Linked DNA regions of Zea mays: region 2 is linked to region 1. Evidence: chromatin contacts called from public Hi-C data. All regions are on one chromosome and are shown on one strand. The core of a region is the stretch at or near the end of the contact, and the rest is flanking DNA. Distances in the headings are between cores, read along the strand shown.

The links. Hi-C and Micro-C count contacts between places; a contact is called where the count stands out from the background.
Region 2: a contact with region 1 is called in a Hi-C map of tassel, with 2.7 times the contacts expected there. The contact joins the promoter of LOC100279043 here to the promoter of LOC100284487 in region 1. A contact is called at or near these places in 2 of 25 Hi-C or Micro-C datasets (ear and tassel).

The regions. Positions count from the first base shown.
Region 1 is chr3:220,178,678-220,185,187 of Zm-B73-REFERENCE-NAM-5.0, forward strand. LOC100284487 (sulfate transporter) reads left to right here and starts at 3,029. Exons shown (of 1, transcript NM_001157382.2): 1 at 3,029-4,867. The coding sequence starts at 3,283. The coding sequence ends at 4,662.
Region 2 is chr3:220,354,118-220,360,627 of Zm-B73-REFERENCE-NAM-5.0, forward strand. It overlaps LOC100279043 (Little protein 1), which reads left to right and starts at 2,342. Exons shown (of 1, transcript NM_001331131.1): 1 at 2,342-2,949. The coding sequence starts at 2,510. The coding sequence ends at 2,734. It overlaps LOC100285309 (tat pathway signal sequence family protein), which reads right to left and starts at 4,653. Exons shown (of 2, transcript NM_001158202.2): 1 at 4,462-4,653; 2 at 3,391-3,825. The coding sequence starts at 4,572. The coding sequence ends at 3,535.

The DNA.
Region 1 (6,510 bases), core at 1,779-4,278:
ACCCGTGACGTAAGCCGGCGGGCAGAGTCTGACGTAAGGCCTCTGAGCCACGTGATCTCTGTATTTATTGCGGAGATTGCGCGCCGCCTGTCCGCCCTGCAGACAGGCGATGTACCGACTCGGTATTTAATGTGCCCCGTCCACTCTGATGGCAGGCGACGACCAGACCACCCTACAGGCGGCGTGCCTGTCCAATCAGACAGCGGGCAGTACGCCCACACCGCTACACGCGCGCAGCGGTCATCATGACTTGTACGATGCCGAGGAACCTTCTGCTGCACGCCAATCCAACCCAAGCGGCGGATGTTGGGGCACAAGGAGATATCACAAGGTGACCAACATTAGTTGCTTCGGGTATTCCATCTGTTTTGTCTCTGGGCCCACATGTCGAGGTTCAGAGTCTTTTGTACACGCCCCCCTTTAGCTATAAAAGGGGAGGCATGCAATGTTACAACACTTAGACCCAACTTGGACTCTCAATTCTCAAGCTTTCACAACAATCCAACATACAGTAAAGTAGGGTGTTACGCTCCGGCGGCCCGAACCACTCTAAACTCTCGCGTGTTCATGTGCTTGATGTTCGCTTAGCAAGACAGACAAAACGCTTAAGCCCCTTCCTCATCTTAGGATTTAGGGCGGGTGCACTCCGCCACCCGGCCGGAGAATTCCCTCTCCGACAGTCTCCTACAACACTACAACACTCTCATCCTCGCACTACGAGGCCGGCCACATCGACACTGCTTTGCGGGTCTACCAAGACATGATCGTGTCTGCGCCCTTCCTCCCCTCTGTCTTCACCTTCCGCCACCTCACCAAGGGTCTCGTCACTGCTGGCCGCATCGGCGACGCCTGGGACAGGGCCTTCGAGCTCTTCAACGAGCTCGCAGAGAGGTGCCTTGTCTATAACGGTGTTGTACATACGTCTATTAGCAGTCTAATGCGGGTTGATATTTTTTGGGGTTAATTATTTTAACAAGCCCCCCAAAAAGAGGTTTTGGGAAATATTTTTTTAGCCCTTTTGGAAACCTTTAATAAGCCGGTTTTTGGTAAACCGAGTAAAACCAAACTTTTTCAACTGAACAGTCTAATAAATCATATGCTCATAAAAATATCAGAAGATGTAGCAAAAAATAATGTCTTTATTTGGCTTTACGTCGCCCTAGTGAGCATTATATGTGATTATGTGAAATGGTGTTTGTGGAATTGTTTTGGTAAATACAACCATGATCTACTCTCTCACTCGAAAAGTGCAGCTCTTATTGAGATGAAAGTTTGACGTATTGAACAAATGCAATATCACACTCTATACCTTTAAATTGTAAGTTTTTTCAGTTTTGTGTCAACCTTATTTAATGGTTTTAACAAAACCTATTTAATGTTGATCAAGCTTGTAGAAAATATAGTAGCATCTATGTATGCGGGGATTTGGAATTATTATTTCTTTATTATTGTACTAGGTTAATTGATTAATTTATTTAAAAAACTAAATAATTAAAGACTTCAATTTATTTTCTCTACTATATAAACACCGGTTTTCACGGTTCCACCACCGTCATGATAAAAAGATAAAATTATGCACAAATAAAGATTCAAATCATAGTTGTTTGCTCTAAACCAACATTTACATCCACATGGTCAAATAGAAGACATATGTTTTTGTGTTTTATACTCTATACTTATAGATGGAAACTGTAGCAAGGTATTAAGTATCAACAAGTAAAGGAGTGTCATAACATTATCCATATCATTTAGGACAATGCTTGTTAAGAGGTGATTGTATATTTATCCTCTCCTTATTCAGTCTTTGAAGTCTTTGGACTTATGGTGCTAATGGATCATGATTCGTTTGAGGACTTAATTAATTTAATTAAAAAACAAATAGAAATAAAGCTCAATCCTAATAGTTTAAAATTAAGAGCCTACTAGTAAAAAATGCACATCTTCAACCCGCTACCCGTCTTTCTCCTGCAGACATTCACCTTATCCCTCTCTCCCTCGCTTCGACCCCGACGTAGGCTCCGCTTCCAACGGGCCCCCATCCCCATCCCTCCTCCATGCCCAACCACCATCCTCCACCTGCTCTTCACGCACCCCACCGACCCACTGAGATGGGAGGATATTATGTGCCCACTCGTGCTCTTCCACGACTACCCCGTGCTCCTCGCAACCGTGACCCGCTTCCGCGGCCCTTGCCACTACCTGCTTCTATATCGCCTAGCACGCTGTCGTGCCGGGACGTAAAACCCTCATTGCGCAGACGCTGCCCTACCTATGGCCCTGGCGCTCACCTTCGACTCTAGCGTTGGGTCGCTCCTCTGCTGCCTCTTCGTGCTCCATGACATGCTGCCGCTGCTCTACTACGACGACGACTAGAGCATCTCTAACTTCAAGATGCTCCTATTGTGCTGTTGCGGTGACGATCAAGGGGAAGCCCGGTGGTAAGGGGAGGCGACGACGGGTGGGGATAATTGTGGTGCATTGGACGTGACGGCGATGGGTAAAATAACGAGGAGTCGATGGTGTGTGAGGGGGGTGGTGGGTGGAGGATTGAATGATGAGTGGGAGATGCTATCACGTAAGTCATGGTATCACGCACTCAACACGTGACACAATCACCCAAGAGACGACGCAACGTTAACGTGCGCCTCTTGGCAGCTTGAAAAGCCGCTTGACACGTTCACGTTTCATCCATTGCCCTTGGAAAGTCCGGCCTCCCGCACGGCGGACGAAGCAGTCTCGATGCCACAGGGTACACATGGCGTAAATCATCAAATCGTACAGCATGGTCCCGAAAGGAACAGCACAAAGTTTGTCACGACCCTACACGGCTACACCATCCCAACAGCAGAAAGGAAACATGCGGTTTTTCTCTCCTAAATTGTCTACGAGTCCCATGTAGAATGAACGACGCTCCAAAGGTCACGGCAAAGTTCGGGCTGCACCGCTACCAGTACTACCAGCCCACTGCCCTGTCCACAGGCGCAGAGAGAAGAGGGATGAGTGAGGCAGCTAGTGCTTCATTTGGCATTGTTTACAATCTAAATAACCAATTTTCAGTTCCCAAAACAAATGACCAACCATCACTATCATCGTATTAAAGAAACAGCATCAAGATCGCATCTTTGTGCTAAATTCTTTCAAAACAGAAAGCCGCGCAGTATTTTATCTGATGAGTAGAGCTCAAGTGGAGTGGGGAAGCCGAGCATCCACCACCGGTCAGAGACGGACGTGCAGAGGAAAATATCCCAAAGAAAAGAAGTCGCTGCGACGAGCCAACGACCCATGGCGTCCGCCGCCGCAGACCCGCTCCTCCCCGGCGAGGGCAGCGGCCGCCGCCTCGGGTTCCTCCCCTCAAGCATCCGCCTGAAGACGTCCGTCTGGTCCGAGCTGGGCGGCGCCGTGGGCGACCTGGGCACCTACATCCCGATCGTGCTCGCGCTGTCGCTCGCGTCCCACCTGGACCTCGGCACCACGCTCATCTTCACGGCCCTCTACAACTTCGCCACGGGCCTACTCTTCGGCATCCCCATGCCGGTGCAGCCCATGAAGTCGATCGCCGCCGTCGCGCTCTCCTCCGCGCACCTCACCGTCCCGCAGATCATGTCCGCGGGGCTCGCGGTCGCCGCCGTCCTGCTCTTCCTCGGCGCCACGGGCCTCATGACGTGCATCTACCGCCTCCTCCCGCTCCCCGTCGTGCGCGGCGTCCAGCTCTCGCAGGGGCTCTCCTTCGCCTTCACCGCCGTCAAGTACGTCCGCTACGTCCAGGACTTCTCGCGCTCCTCCTCTGCCTCCACCGCCGTGGCGCGCCCGCTCCTCGGCCTCGACGGCCTGGTCCTCGCTCTCGCCGCGCTGCTCTTCATCATCCTCGCCACCGGCTCCGGCGACGACGAGGACGTCTCCAGCGACGGCATGGCCCGTCGCCGCCGCTCCTGCAGCCGCGTCCCGGCGGCGCTCATCGTGTTCGCGCTCGGGCTGGTGCTCTGCTTCGTGCGCGACCCATCGATTCTGCAGGGCCTTCGCTTCGGGCCGTCGCCTCTACGGCTCGTCGGGATCACCTGGGACGATTTCAAGATCGGGTTCTGGGAAGGTGCCGTGCCGCAGCTCCCGCTGTCCGTGCTCAACTCGGTGATCGCGGTGTGCAAGCTCTCGTCGGATCTGTTCCCCGAACGGGCCGAGCTCTCCCCGGCGCGGGTGTCGGTGAGCGTCGGCCTCATGAACTTCGTCGGCTGCTGGTTCGGCGCCATGCCGTGCTGCCACGGCGCGGGCGGATTGGCGGGGCAGTACCGGTTCGGCGGCCGGAGCGGCGCGTCCGTGGTGTTCCTGGCCATCGGCAAGCTGGCGCTGGGGCTTGTGTTCGGAAACTCGTTCGTGACGATCCTCGGCCAGTTCCCGATCGGGATACTGGGCGTCATGCTGCTCTTCTCCGGGATCGAGCTTGCCATGGCGTCGCGCGACATGGGTACTAAGGAGGAGTCCTTCGTCATGCTTATCTGCGCCGGAGTCTCGCTCACGGGCTCGAGCGCCGCGCTGGGGTTCATCTCGGGGATTGTTTTGTACCTGCTGCTGCGCCTCAGGGACGTGGACTACCAAGCACTAGCCGGCCGCTGGGGCTCTGACCGCCGGCGAACCGGCAACAAAGTTGGAGATGACGAAGATGCTTGATCAAAAAATCATTTTCGCAGGCAATATATAAAAAGATATTACCTCATAGGAAAAGAAAGTAATATAATAACTCCGTTCTTTTTTATTTATTGTGTTTTAGTATAAAAATTAACCATTAGATGATAAATATTTGAGAACAGATGTAGTATTATATTTAGTATTATATTGTGAAAGTATTAACTATTAAGTATATATATCTTCTTCCTTGACAAAATACGAGAGGGGGACTGGCGATTACATGTCCGCTCATGCTAGCCACCATACTCGGTCAAACTTTTCTCTGTGGTTTGACCTTTCTCTGTGGTCATGGGCCATAGCCCATGGGCTCGAAGTACTTGAGTGTCATTGTTCTCCATGGCATGTGAAGTTGTGGCGTCAATGGGCCCAACAGATGCCACGCAGCAACGCGCCGACCATCAAAAAAGCAAACTACAGAGCTCCAAAAAAGCAAACTATCAGAGCGGGATGACATTTTAATCCGATAACCCGCAAACGCGAAACCTAACCGACTAGTGGCTAGGACTACAAGTATGGGTGAAGATTTTGACCAATAAATGCAATCTACATCCGGTCCAAAGTTTTGCGGGTGTGAGTGTGGATTTCTATTTCAACTCGTGGGTAACCCACATCTTGATCAAAGTTTTGCGGATGTGAGTGTGGATTTCGGTTTGAAATGGCACCAGTGGGGTGCGATTGCGTGCGGGTTTTTTTGCTCTGCCTAGTGGTGGATCTAGATTTTTACTATTGAGTATGCCATCTAATATATATATATATATATATATATATATATATATATATATAGGGAAGAGGTAATGGAAGCCCTGGGCTTCCATTAGTGGGCGAAGCCCCAGCCAGGGAGACCGAACGGGTCGCTTTAGGCCCACTGGACGCCAGCCTGCGCCATTTATGCAAAGGATAACCACGTATCCCGCCTTACACGCGACATGCAATTACGCAAGCATAAATTTGTGTACAAATGTGCGTAACTCATGCATAAATGGAATCTTTGCATGCCAGGAATCGCGCGCACGAATATCTGCATGTGCTAGACATTTACGACTGCATAACGGTGTGATACATGATAGCGTAAACCATGCAAGACGTTCACGGAAGGTTTTGGGATAAGGCAAGACGTGATTTTCGTGCGCGAGAATAAAGGCGCAGTTACGGCAGGAAACTAATACAACTTTACAGCCGCGTCCACGTTCGCTCGTCCATCTGAATTATTGGCGGCGGTTAGCGGCGGCGGAAGTGAGAGGTCCGGCCGGCGAAGAATATGTCCACCACCGGCGCTGGCGATGACATCCTCCCTGTAGCATCTGCGCATAAGGCAGTAGGTACGTCTGTTTCAATGGACATGCAACCTGTTTTGTCTGCAATCGCCCCATACACAGAGGGTGTATCTGTGACTCCTCCGGCGGCATTGAGGGCACCTGGACATATCGAAGAGCACACAAAAACAGCAGACGTGGTCGGCGCAGAGAAGCACATCCCCATGAGACATATTGGGCCACATGAACAGGACACACCTCATATTCTTCAAAGCCACGTAAGTTCTCCCGTATTACGTTAAATTTATTCGCTATTGAATTGTAAATGTTAAATTTCTGTGCGCAGCCGGACAATATTGATATAAGATTGATACCTAAAGTCGGTATGACATTTAGTAACGTGGATGAGGCGTATAATTTTTATAGTCAATATGCATACGAGGTAGGATTTCCGTTGAAGAAATATAGGGAGCGGAAGAATTGTAAATGGTTGAACTGTTCAATGGAAGGAAAGAATGCTGAAAGAGGAGCTGGAAATCCAAGGATACGTAACACATGTTCGAAACGAACACAGTGC
Region 2 (6,510 bases), core at 1,092-3,591, 170 kb after region 1:
CCCTTGTGCGGGCAAGCGGCGGCGTCCCCGAAGCCCCGAGGAGGCGGCACTTCCAAGGCCGGCGAGCAAGCGACGCCCGTCGACGTGCGAGTAGCGACGGCGACGCATGAGACGCGATGTTCGAGCGAGCGACGTCACGGAAGGGGCGAGATGCGCGCAGCGATGATCGCGCGTGACATCCTCCGATCCGGCGCATTTTTCTTTTCGTTTATTGTGTTTTATGCCTACCACATGTATTATTTACGCTAAAAACTGTATGATTTTATGCTTTAACACAGAGTTCGTATATCAGTTTACTGCATGCACATTAGAAAGGCAATTCCTTGATTTATGATGTTCGTAATTTGCGCGCATGCAATGAAAACTCCCACGATTTTGCCATAATTTTTGGATCTGTATAAAAATAGAAACAGCATACATGCGGCTGCCATATTTTTCGGATCTGTCATAAAAATAGGATCGTAATAACAACCTACTAAAGCTATCAACCTCTAATTGACTCGGTATTTACGCTTATAATTGATGAATTTTATGCTTAAAACTTAATGTTTTTACGCTCCACACGGAGATGCGTCCACCAGTGAACAACATGCCAGATTTTTTACGCGGTGTAAGGAATTGCATAAATACCTACACCGTGTAGTATAATTTGTTTCAGTATACATCATAAACTAGTTCTAATGCGTTTAGCTGCATGGCTGTTGGAGGGATCTTATATTTATGAAGGAAATAAAACATTAAATGTGATTTTTTGTTTCTATGCATGCAATTCATTTCCTTTCATTGCATATTCTTTCCATCATAAATTCGTGTGCATGCAGCTGGTAGCAGATTTTTACGCAGTATACCGAATTGCATAATTATCTACACAGTGTAGCATATTTAGTATCAGTATATAGCATAAAATGGTCATTACGAGTTTTAGTTGCATGTCTGTTGCAGTGATCCTAAATTTATGGAGGAAATAAAGCATTTAAAATAGAAACCGCCACACATATCTTTCCTAAATTTACGCGCATGCAAGGCAACGTGTTTGACTCGTGCATGCATTTTGCCATAATTTTAGGATCTATATAAAAATATAAACTGCATTCATGCGGCTGCCATATTTTTCGAATCTGCCATAAAAATAGGATCGTAATAACAACCTACCAGAGCTATCAACCTCTCACATTGGTCAGGTATTTACGCTTATAATTGAGAGATTTTATGCTTAAAACTTAAGGTTTTTACGCTCCAACCTGGAGATGTGTCCACCAGTGAACAACATGCTAGATTTTTTTACGCAGTGTGCCGAATTGCATAAATACCTACACCGTGTAGTATAATTAGTATAAGTATAAATCATAAACTAGTTCTAATGTGTTTAGCTACATGGTTGTTCGAGAGATACTATATTTATGAAGCAAATTAACCATTAAATACGATTTTTTCTATGCATGCAATTCATTTCCTTTCATTGCACATTATTTTCATCACAGATTCGTGCGCATGCAGCTGGTAACAGATTTTTACGCAGTATATCGAATTGCATAATTATCTGCACAGTGTAGCATATTTAGTCTCAGTATATATCATAAAATGGTCCTTACGTGTCTAGCTGCATGGCTGTTGCAGCGATCCTAAATTTATGGAGGAAATAAAGCGTTTAAAAATATAAACCGCTACACATTTTTTCCTAAATTTACGCGCATGCATTGGATCATGTTTGACTCGTACATGCATTCCTTTTTTTCGCTAACAGACGTGGGGCAGGTGGTGCACCCGACAGCCTGGTTGGGCGCTTGGGTTGAACCAGTTTGTAGGAGTAGTCAGCCTAGGCTTTCTTTAACTATTGAAAGCCTAGAGCTTCCATTATACCTACCCTATATATATATATATATATATATATATATATATATATATATATATATATATATATATATATATATATATATATATATATATATATATATATATATATATATAATTTTGGTTGTGACTCGCGGGCTAAATGAGTTAGCTCGAGCTTATAAACAAGTCGATCAAACTGACTCTATAATTTGTTAGCTTAGTAAATCGAGCCAAACTAGTTTGTTAGTTTAACGAGCCAGTTTTAACTTGAACCAATCGAGCTGACGCCTGACTAGATATCTAGTCCGAATGACATGTGGTATCAAACCAACGAACGTGTCAGCTCTAGATTCGTGATATCCACAAAAAAGGTACGTGGCAAGCGAATCCTTGCCGCCCTTTCGGCCGAACCCAGTATAAGAAACTCGTTGTCCACCACGTACCCCTCTCGGTGGCGCCACGCGTCCCCGACGCGAGGTTTTATAAACCCACAGCACAGAGCTCAGCTAGGGCGAGACACCGACACATGTGACAAGCCTCATCTCAGCCGTGCAGGACCAAGTAGTTTTGCTTCACTCCGGCATTCCATCCATATCCATCCATCAGAATTCTCAGTCTCCACAGCAGCAAGGCGCACGACCAGCACCAGCAGCCGGCAACAAAAGACACAGCAGCGATGGCGTTCGTGCCGGTGTGCGTGCAGTGCGGGACGCGGAGCAACCCGTGCCGGTGCAAGGTGGTCGGGCCGACGCTGGGGTTCGTCGCGTTCGTGGTGGCCGGGGTCATCGAGTGGCCGCTGGGGGCCGCCGTGTACCTGTTCCGCCACCGCAAGGGACGACGCATCATGGCGCACCCGGCCACCGTCGTGTACCCGCGCGTTACCAGGGCCATCCCGATCTAATCGGCCGACCGATCAGCCAGGTCGCGGTTTCATGTCCGGGTTTGTGTCGCCAACGTACTGAGATGTCGTCAGTCCAAATTTGTGAATCCTTTTACACCCGCCTGCCTTTCTTTCTCAATAAGAGTCGCAAATGTGTGTGGTTTCAGTTTGCGTACATTTGTACTCCGATTGTAAGCATCGCCGTCAATGTACGTAATACTATGTATGTCATCTCAGTCTATCCGAGTAACTTCCTATTACTAACTTCATTCTCGATCGAATATAACTTTCTATTACTATTACTAACTTCATTCTCGTTCAAATATTTGTCGCTCTCTAGTTTATTTTTGTTTATTTTTGAGTTAAACCGCGACGAATAAGACAGAACGGAGGGAGCGTGCTGTCTAGTTTGCCCCAGGTCCTTTCATCGGAGGATTTTTTTTACCGACCTAAAGCTCATACGAGGATCAACTTCAGAGCCTGCAGACTTCCAGGCGTCTTCAGCAGATCGTTGCACTGACGAGTCCTGGCCCATTTTGCAGATCCAAACTAAATTATTGACGCTACAATATGTGCATGGCAATTGAACGTCATCCCCCTCGTTGTCTTCTACTCGACGAATTTCGTCGGCAATCCCTTTTTTCAAGGGATTTTTCAAGAGATCCAAACACATACCATATCTATAAACTTTCAGCTAAGCATGCAAGCTCACTTTCATTTCATTTTCCAGTTGGCATAGTCATACAAGACTCCAACAACGTACAAACTCAGACTAGCCTCGCCATTTAACACAAGGGAAGGGTCCATCGGCAGACTGCCTTTCACAAGAAAGCCTCCACGGCGGCAGGAGGGATTAGCAAGTTCGCCGGAGGGGGCATCTCCTTACCGTTACCGGTGGCTCCGCTCTTCTCCTTCGGGCCTAACGCCTTCTCCCGGAGCTTCTCAAGCTTCTCCAGGGCTTTCCTTTTGTTCTCCAATCTCGAAGGTCTAGCTTCTGCCGGACTGGCCACCACGAGCACGAATGCGGCCAGCACGCCGGATGACATGAACGACAGGGCATCTCTGCGTGTTATGTGGCTTGTGAGCCTTGTTCGCCCTTGCACATTGGTAGGCTGCGTTGATACAAGCAGAGAACAATACTGAAATGTGTTCTTCCGACTGATGTCGATTTGATTTCGCGTTAAGTACACACATGCAGATTCAGTTTTGTGTACTCTAGGATAGTAGAATCAGACTCTGAATCTACATGTCAAGACGGGAACTCACGGAGGTCCAGGTCATGTAAACGAGGAAATTCTCAACAACAGTATGCCTAACATGGATCTGTCAATTCATGAGGCGAATTTACTCCTAGTTTTTTTTTTCAAGGAGACGCTAGACGAGCAAAGTAACAGAAGCATAAAACAAAGACAATTAAATCAGCCCCTGCTCGCTTGCCATTGGCAAACGGAAGCTGCTGCAGGCCTGAATCTAGCGGACGCTTCCGAATCACTGCTAAAAGCAGCAGCCTGCCCTGCCATACAAAGCAGATCTAGCTACTTAATGATCTATGAACTCAATCCCCCCCATTCTATCAACCTATCCCTAGTTCGTTGCCCGTGGTAATCGGATGGGGATTTGCTATGCTTTCATTCTTTTTTGGCTGTCGTAGAGATGAAATAATTCGTCATACGATTGATTGCTCGGGAGAGTCGGGAATAGATCCATAGCAGAGACACTGTCAGGCATCCGCCAAGTTCAGTCAGTACCTGGTTGTATCTGCAGCTCAAGGCGGCCATCCGCGGACTTGTGCCTGCGCAGCGATTTCTCGACGGAGGGAGACGAGGGATTGGGCGCAGCTGCAGAGACACGGCCATCATCGTTGCCACTACAGTAGAATGCTAGATATGGATTGGGGGTTGGGGAAGTGGTTAGCTGGAGAAGGTGGCAGTGCTGTAGAAGAGAGGTGCTTCCTTGCTTTCTTGATCCTTCTCAATAGTTCCGTACTTCCGCTTGCGGACAAAAGCAGTGGGACAAGAAGTCGAGGAATGACTTATTGGAGCATAACATAGCAAGTATATTTCGCGAGGTACTGTCCACACTTATTCATTAGGTTATCCCGCAGTGGCTATATCTGGTAAACGAGTTCTTTATGCATATACCAATAACAAAGACCTGACTGCATGCTAAAGCTATCTTCAGGCTTCAGTATATCCTCTATTTCATCTTCTATTTTAATTTGTGGTAGAGTTTTTCTTCTCTGTTATTTCTTAACCCTTCCTCAAGTCTGAGACAAAAACATATATCACCCTTTACATGGGTCAGCCCATAACGCTACTCACGCACTCACCCAATACAGCTCGGAATGGCGCACACTATTCCCTGCTCACCCTACGGCAACCTCCACTTCAAACTTCATCTTCTCGCTCCACTCCATTGTTCTCTGTATTCTGCGCTATGGCACCCGCTGGCGTGACATCTGCCCCCCTGCAACGCTTGCTTGGCCCCAAGCAAGAGCATCCGGATAGCGCTGGCGCAGAACATAGTAATCTTCCCATGTTGTTGCGTCCACTAGAACATGACTCCACCTGACCAGCACCTGTGGCACAGCCCGATTCCCTTTTTTGATCAATCTGTGATCCAGTATCTCCAAAGGCTGGACATTGTGACCACTCAGATCTGAGGAATTAGGAAGAGTAGCAAAGACAGGAGTGTAGTCTGGAATATATGGTTTCAGCTGTGATACATGGAACACCGGATGAGCCTGAGCACCAGCCGGCAGCTCCAAACGATAAGCCACTGCACCCACACGCTCCAATATCTTGTAAGGGCCGAAGAACTTGAAGGCAAGTTTAGGACATGGTCGGCTGACCACAGTGTTCTGGGTATACGGTTGGAGTTTGAGCAAAACCATGTCACCGACGTGAAACTGGCGTTCGGTCCGGAGTCGGTCTACCTTCAGCTTCATGCGGTTCTGGGCTGCTGCAAGCTGCTCCCGCAACATCAAGGTGAACTGAGCCCTTTCCGTTAACAACTGTGCCACATCAACGATAGCATCAGATGGGATATGAGGTGCTGCTGCAAACGGAGGGTCATAACCGTACAACACTTTGAAAGGAGAACAAGCCAGGGAAGTGTGGTATGTGGTATTGTACAAAAATTCTGCTAGAGGCAACCAATTCTTCCATTTAGAAGGTTGAGCATGGACTGCACACCGTAGGTACATCTCCACACATTGGTTAACCCGCTCACTCTGGCCGTCAGTCTGTGGATAATATGTCGTGCTCAGGTTCAGCTTAGTGCCCAACAACTTGAATAATTGACTCCAGAATATGCTCGTAAAGATTTTATCCCTGTCACTAACAATAGATCTCGGAAGATCATGCAAGCGGACCACCTGATCCAAAACAACCTGAGCCACTTGTGTTGCAGTGAAAGGGTGTTTCATAGCTATAAAATGAGCGTACTTCGAGAAACGATCCACCACAACCAAGATTGTATCATAGCCACTCGACTTGGGGGCAGTTTTTCTATGAAATCCATTGCAATATCCTGCCAGGCGCCTTGAGGAATCGAAAGCGGTTGCAATAAACCAGCCGGGTGAACTCGCTCTCCTTTGGCCTTTTGACAAATTTGACACTGTTTGACAAAATCTTCCACATCAATCTTCATATCCTTCCAAAAAAACAATTTCTTCAATCTATGATAAGTGGTGTGCACCCACAAGTGACACCTGTGGCACTATCATGCAATGCTGCCACCAACTTCATCCGGAGAACTGAATTTTGGCCAACCCAAATCAAACTGCCCTTCCGAAT